2 separate regions of the Mus musculus genome follow, and region 2 is linked to region 1. A link is a contact called in public Hi-C data. All regions are on one chromosome and are shown on one strand. The core of a region is the stretch at or near the end of the contact, and the rest is flanking DNA. Distances in the headings are between cores, read along the strand shown.

The links. A called contact is a pair of places that touch in the nucleus more often than the background predicts.
Region 2: a Hi-C map of B cells shows a contact between it and region 1, with 18 read pairs. The contact joins the enhancer-like site here to the promoter of Ppip5k2 in region 1. A contact is called at or near these places in 3 of 39 promoter capture datasets (liver and pre-B cells), 7 of 484 Hi-C or Micro-C datasets (B cells, CD4 T cells, CD8 T cells and 3 more), 6 of 115 datasets of contacts at active chromatin or transcription factors (the SCID.adh cell line, bone marrow-derived macrophages, effector CD8 T cells and 3 more) and 1 of 9 other capture datasets (liver).

Annotation. Positions count from the first base shown.
Region 1 is chr1:97,768,482-97,772,208 of GRCm38.p6, forward strand. Ppip5k2 (diphosphoinositol pentakisphosphate kinase 2) reads right to left here and starts at 1,611. Exons shown (of 28, transcript NM_173760.5): 1 at 1,374-1,611. Gin1 (gypsy retrotransposon integrase 1) reads left to right here and starts at 1,691. Exons shown (of 8, transcript NM_026250.3): 1 at 1,691-1,774.
Region 2 is chr1:97,578,464-97,582,190 of GRCm38.p6, forward strand. No RefSeq gene overlaps it. Among named protein-coding and RNA genes, the nearest start is that of Macir, 82 kb to the right of the region's middle. Within about 2 kb of position 2,033, at least 93 of the 459 cell types and tissues checked have an H3K27ac peak or open chromatin away from gene starts, as enhancers often do. A contact at or near this core is called in B cells, CD8 T cells, the SCID.adh cell line and 7 more, where this site is marked.

The DNA.
Region 1 (3,727 bases), core at 361-2,860:
TTTCACACCTGACAATGATGTGAGTGCTCAGGGTTTTGTTTCTAATTATCAAACATTTCAAATTATCAGAAAAACTAAATGAACTACTCTTATGCCTAGTATTAGATTCAATAGTCTATCAATTGTTAAATTTAATACCTTTATAATTACCTAAAAACTGAGATAGCAAGCATTGTACAATTATGAGCCTTCTAGTCATCAGTTTTTCCACTTGCCTTTTCAAAAAATAGCCTATGCTGCAGAAAATACATTCGACAGTCTGAAATATGTAATTCTACAGCACATACAGAATTTGCAGAAAGATCACGACTGTCATTTGTCACACACATATACACAAGCACACTATGGATGCATAACCTCTGATAGTTAGTGAAGAAACTGGAATAACAAGAGCAATGGCAGGACAATAGAATACAGATGCTGGATTCAGATCTAGTTTCTAGTAAACACTCAAAGGTTTTCCTGTGGCAAAATGTAACCAGGGTAAGTTCCACTACCTCACTAACTTTCCATTTTCCGGCTTAAAAATATAATAACCTAACAACCTTCACGAGCCTCTTGAAAGGATGAATGACAATATATGTGCAAACCATGTGGTACTGTTACACACTAATATCAGCTATCGTTATATTATTGCTCAAAAACCACGGGTTTCAGTTAGAAAAAAAAAACTGTAATAGTGAAACAAAATCCTGCCCCGGTATAGGCTAATGCTTAAGTCAGCCATGCTTCCTACTTCTGTGTCTTCCAGGACGCAAAAAGCAAAACGACCATTACCACAAACCTCAAGAATGGTAACTCTCAGGAAGTTGTCCAGAACCTCCAGGATGAGATCCAAAGGTCACTATCTACATGGGAGGACGCAACGCTGTGTAATCGATAAGGCGCGGGTGCGGCATTGACCTGCAACCTCGTCTCTTACCTTGCAACGCCGCTGTGCACACACACACAGTGCTTTTGTTCTTTGGAAGTGGGTGTGGAAAGCAAAGACAAGCAGAGCAAAGGATAGGGAATGAAACAGACACCTCTCCCCACAGAAGAAGCCAAACAACGGCGCACCCCTCGGTGAACGGAGATCCAAATACAAGTCGAACGTGGGTAGCTCCCTAACTAGCGGGACTGCAATTTCGGGCTTTTCAAACTCTAGAAATGAAAAGAGGAAGCGACTCGGGAAGCGGAGGAGAAATCAAGCCTGAAAGGGACCCTGGGGATGTTCTGTCACTCGTCCACAAGCACGCTGCCCTCCGCGACTGTCCGTGGCTCTTGCAAGACCACGTGTCCCGCATCCGCACCGTGGAGCAGAGACAAAGCAAACACCTGGAGGCGGCGGCGAGCCTCGGGCTGCCGGAGATGTCGCCTCTCCCGGTCCTCACCTGCCGTGGCTGCGGGCAGCAAGCGATCTGCGGGAGATGCTTGAGCCCATCCAGGTTTCGGTTCCTCCCCCTTTAATTGCGGGGGCGAGGGAAGGACGCTTGTGCCGAGGCGGCTCTCGGAGGCGTGGACCTGAAGCTTCCCTCGCCGGCCACCGCGGAACCGCTGGCACTGGCACACCTCAGGAGCCTCCGACACGCCTCTTCCCTGCCCGCCCTCCACAGGGCTCCCACGGAAACTGCACCGGCCGGAACAGTTTCCGGCGGACCAACGACCCGCCTGAGCCTTCCTGTTCCACAAGCGCCACCAGAACTCCGACCCCCGGCAGTTCCGCTTCCGGTAGCACCAGATAAATCGCGAGAGGAGAGTTAAAAACCTGCCGTTTGCACTTAGGACCACTTCGGTGAGTGGTCGTTCTAGTGTGTTCTGTCATACCTATTTTTCTTTATTTTTTTCTTCATTTTTTTTAAAAACGGAGACGTAGCCTTCCAGTAACTTTAAAACGGTCCCCTTCGACTGCTCTAAGGACGGGTTTGACTAGCGGAGGTTTCGCGCAGGCGCCGTTTGGGGCGGGAGGGCCTTGAACTTGCACAGCGCCGCGGATGGTGGCTGCAAAGAGGCGAGGACTGTTGGGCTCAGGGAGGTGGCGACTCGGTATAATTGAGCTGTCAACGGTCCTTTTCCTGCTTAGGCAAGGATTAGCGGGACCTAGCCCTCAGGGGTCCGTTAACGAGGTGTCAAAAAGCTTGCGGAGCTCTCCCTTGCCGGCGGCGGCGAATGCTGGACTGCCTTCAAAACTCGAGTGCAGCGGCGCTTGTCCGAAGCTGGAGGAGTTTCGTCCTGCATAGTAGTCACCATTCAGTGTGAAAACGTACACCTGTGTAAAGGAACGAGCTCAAGGGGGGTGGGGTGGGGACCTTAAAGCTCTAAAGGGAAAATACACTTTTTAAAAAAATCTCAATTTTCAAAATGGACCTGAATTTGTCCTGTGCGGCTTTATCTGTATGCATATGGAAATAAAGGGAAAAGAGGCAGGGTATGGTCTGAAGTATTGCCGCCTCAGGCTTATCCCTGCCTCCTCCCAGTTAATATATAATTGTACGGGTTCAGTTTTCAGAGATTAAAGCAGAATAATTCAAAAGTCGGAACCCTAATCCCACAATCCTGTGTTTATTAAAACATTACAACTTTTGTGTTTTGAAGTTAGAATACAAACTTACTGTGTAACCTTTCATTGGCTTTAATAGTAGCTTCATGCTAAAAATAAAAAGAATAGTTAATTGTTTTCATTGGTTACGCAAGACAAAATTATAGATGTTAAGCAATAAGTATTGGTAAAAATATTTGTTGTTCTTAACGTTGTACGAGGAACATGCTGTAAAGACCTAATCAAATATCCTGATGAAATTGCAACACTTTGGTGCTCAGCTTTTAACGGAATGCATATGCCCAGCTGCCTCACCCGAGCTGACCGGCCTCCCTATCATGGGACACAGGGCTGTCCAACTGTGACTCAGAATAAACCATTCTCCTTGGTGCCTTTCCTGCTCATTTTATAGTAACAGTGACACGGTAGCTAATGTGGGCAGCTCTCACAATTGAGAGGCTTCTGTACAGCAAAGGAAACATTTGAGTGAAAAGATACCCTGCATAGTAGGGAAAAACCATTCCCACTAGTAGAAGACTGCTGCCTGGAATGTGCAGAGAAATCAAAATACTAAGGAAAAAATACAGAATCCAGTTTTATAAGTGGGTAAAGGACTGAGTGAAAAATTCTCAAAAGAGAAATACATGTCATCGAAACTATGTTTTAAAACTGTTAAACATCTTTATCCACTAGGTAAATGCAGATTAAGACAAATTTGAAATTTCATCTTAGGCCATTAAGGTCACCATCCTTAAGAGGTCAAATAACAAAATGACAAAAGCATGCAGAGGTGGGAGGAAGGGAGCTCTTATTCAGTTCTGGTGGGGTATGAACGGGTGCGGCACTACATGGGAGTAAGCTCGGGGCCTCTCACAAACTAAAACTAGAACTTCCACGTGACCCAACTCTCCGGCTTCTGGGCATATCCCAGGGTATGTGAATATTTTCACAGAGACATTTACATACCTTTGCTTACTGCTCTTGTATTCACATTAGCAAGGAAATGAGATCACTCCAGATGTCCATCACAGAATGTCTGTAGAATACATGTGCTATGGACTGGTACTCAGCCTTAGAGGGAAATGACATTAATAAACATTTCAAAAGCAAACCAAAAGGAATGACACTGGAAAATACTGTCCTAAGTAAGTTAGCTCAGGCTGAAAAAGATACCTATGTTCTCCCGTGTTCTGACGTATTCTTCTTAGA
Region 2 (3,727 bases), core at 783-3,282, 190 kb before region 1:
AAAAAAAAGGAAAAGGAAAAAAAAATAGGGTATCTATATCCAACCATTCAGTCCCTGCTTTCAGGAGACTGCTCCAGCAAAGGAATATACATACAAACATACAAACAAACATACATACATACATACATCCCTTAAAGCATGTCTTATCCAGACATGAAGAGGAAATAACTATACTGCGAAGTGAACTTTTGATGAGGAGACTAGATCAGTAGGTAAAGTCTGATTTCCATGCCACCTCTCAGACTTGATTTAGCAGTAATTGTTTATATGGGTTTCTCAAGTACTCCTCAGAATTGAGCAATATCTTAAGGAGTGGCCAGCCTTGTAACGCATATTCACATCAGCTCTCCTTCTTTCCCCACCTGACTCCACCTATCATACACACTAGAAATAAACTCCAATAAAATCACCATCACACGTCCTTTTGTCCATATATCCAAGCTGTATCAGTAACTGGTGGGAAACTCTAGGTTAAGAGCTGTGCATACATGGTCCATCCTTTCATCTCAGCTCCAAACTTTGTTTCTGTAACTCCTTCCATGGGTGTTTTGTTCCCACTTCTAAGGAGGGGCATAGTGTCCACACTTCAGTCTTCATTTTTCTTGAGTTTCATGTGTTTAGGAAATTGTATCTTATATCGTGGGTATCCTAGGTTTTGGGCTAGTATCCACTTATCAGTGAGTACATATTGTGTGAGTTCCTTTGTGATTGTGTTACCTCACTCAGGATGATGCTCTCCAGGTCCATCCATTTGGCTAGGAATTTCATAAATTCATTCTTTTTAATAGCTGAGTAGTACTCCATTGTGTAGATGTACCACATTTTCTGTATCCATTCCTCTGTTGAGGGGCATCTGGGTTCTTTCCAGTTTCTGGCTATTATAAATAAGGCTGCTATGAACATAGTGGAGCATGTGTCCTTCTTACCAGTTGGGGCTTCTTCTGGATATATGCCCAGGAGAGGTATTGCTGGATCCTCCGGTAGTACTATGTCCAATTTTCTGAGGAACCGCCAGACTGATTTCCAGAGTGGTTGTACAAGCCTGCAATTCCACCAACAATGGAGGAGTGTTCCTCTTTCTCCACATCCTCGCCAGCATCTGCTGTCACCTGAATTTTTGATCTTAGCCATTCTCACTGGTGTGAGGTGGAATCTCAGGGTTGTTTTGATTTGCATTTCCCTGATGATTAAGGATGTTGAACATTTTTTCAGGTGCTTCTCTGCCATTCGGTATTCCTCAGGTGAGAATTCTTTGTTCAGTTCTGAGCCCCACCCCATAATCAGCATCCAAACGCTGACACCATTGCATATACTAGCAAGATTTTATCGAAAGGACCCAGATGTAGCTGTCTCTTGTGAGACTATGCCGGGGCCTAGCAAACACAGAAGTGGATGCTCACAGTCAGCTAATGGATGGATCACAGGGCTCCCAATGGAGGAGCTAGAGAAAGTACCCAAGGAGCTAAAGGGATCTTCAACCCTATAGGTGGAACAACATTATGAACTAACCAGTACCCCTGAGCTCTTGACTCTAGCTGCATATGTATCAAAAGATGGCCTAGTCGGCCATCACTGGAAAGAGAGGCCCATTGGACACGCAGACTTTGTGTGCCCCGGTACAGGGGAACACCAGGGCCAAAGGGGGGGAGTGGGTGGGTAGGGGAGTGGGGGTGGGTGGGTAAGGGGGACTTTTGGTATAGCATTGGAAATGTAAATGAGCTAAATACCTAATAAAAAATGGAAAAAAAAAAAAAAACAAAAAAAAAAAAAAAAAAAAAAAAAAAAAATACTTTGTATTTATCAAACCTTTAAAAAAAAAAAAAAAAAAAAAAAAAAAAAAAAAAAGAGCTGTGCATACTTCCTGTTTCTGGGTGAAATGTGAGAAATGAAAAAAAAAAAAAAAACACCTCTTCTTAGATCTGTCAGAGAAATGAGGTCACAGGACCAACGGCTGTCTTCATGATCAGAAAGGCAGACAGGCGGGCACAGAGAAGCAGGGCTTGCCAGAACAGAAACCCTCAAAAGGAAACCCCTCCGTGGGAACTAGTGCTGGGTGGAACCACCTGAGTTGTAGCTGACAGATTACTGGAGGCTCAGCCCAGGCAACCCTGAGATGTAAAACCCCCAGGGAAACAAGGTGTGGGGAGCCTCACATGCTTACAAGGCTAATTCCATCACCCTAACCAGCTTCTCCTAGTGAGGAACCAATCACACACACACACACACAGAGAGAGAGAGAGAGAGAGAGAGAGAGAGAGAGAGAGAGAGAGAGAGAGAGAGAGAGAGAGAGAGAGAGAGTTTTTAACATGAAGAAGGCAAGCAGAACTACCTTGAAATATAGCTGGACACTCTGTTGTTCTTAACAAGCCTTGCCCTTAGGCCTCCTGCCCCACCTGAGGCCAAAGGTTCACCAAGACTTCATCCAGTCTTGAGAGCATGCCCTCTGCCCCACAACTTATGCCACACCACTAAATGTCTATTTACCTACCCCAGTTGCTTTTACAGAGACACCATACCTATTGTACTGGCTGGTTTTGTGTGTCAACTTGACACAAACTGGAGTTATCACAGAGAAAGGAGCCTCCCTTGAAGAAACACCTCCATGAAATTCAGCTGTAAGGCATTTTCTCAATTAGTGGGCAAGGGTGGGAGGGCCCAGCCCATTGTGGGCGGTGCCATCCCTGGGCTGGTAGTCCTGGGTTCTATAAAAAAGAGGCCGAGCAAGATAGGGGAAGCATCCAGTAAGCAGCACTCTCCATGGCCTCTGCATTAGCTCCTGCCTCCAGATTCCTGCCCTGTGTGAGTTCCCATCCTGACTTTTTGGTGATGAACAGAAATGTGGAAGTGTAAGCTGAATAAACCCTTTCCTCCCCAACTTGCTCCTCAGTCATGATGGTTTGTGTAGGAATACAAACCCAATCTTCTAACAGAATATGACAATACACGCTAAAAGAAAAATGTAACAAAACTAAACAAATAACAAAACCACAGTTTGGAACTAAATATGAATCATTGTGAAATCAGATAGAACAAGACTATTATAAGCATCAGACCAAGACTTTAACAGAATATTTAAATTACCCACCTATGATTACATGCTGTGACTTTTTCTATTAATGCCCTTAGCATATTAATCATAACGAAATATGTCTGGACAATTGCAAAGTACTTAGAAAATTTATTTTTTCACCCCCTTGTATTAAGCACACTAAAGAATATATGGAACAAAAAGGAAATCTCAAGAAAATTTTAAAGCATTTTGAACTAACATAAAATTGAAAATTCAACTTATCAACATTGGTTACATGCGTGAAAAGTTATAGAAGAGAGATCTAAAGTCAATAACCAGTATTTCTAGTCAATGAAACCAGCAAAAGTACAAAATCCAAAGTAAACAAATCAAATAAATAATGAAAATAAAAACATAAATGGATGGGCCAAAAAAAATAATGTGATCAAACACCAAATACCTTGTAAGATCAGTAAAATCAATAAGTTAACTCTCACTAGACTAATGGCTGTAGACCCAGACCACATGTCCTTTGAAGAACTTAACTCCAAATTCTTCAACTCAGTCTCGGCCACAAAGGATAACATTCCCAGAATATAACATGGAAAATTGTCTAAGCATCTTGTGTGCTGGTTAATATTTTTGGTTTTGCTTTTTTTGTCAGCTTGACATAGGCCAGTGTCACTTGGGAAGAGAAAAGTCCGACTGAGAACATTC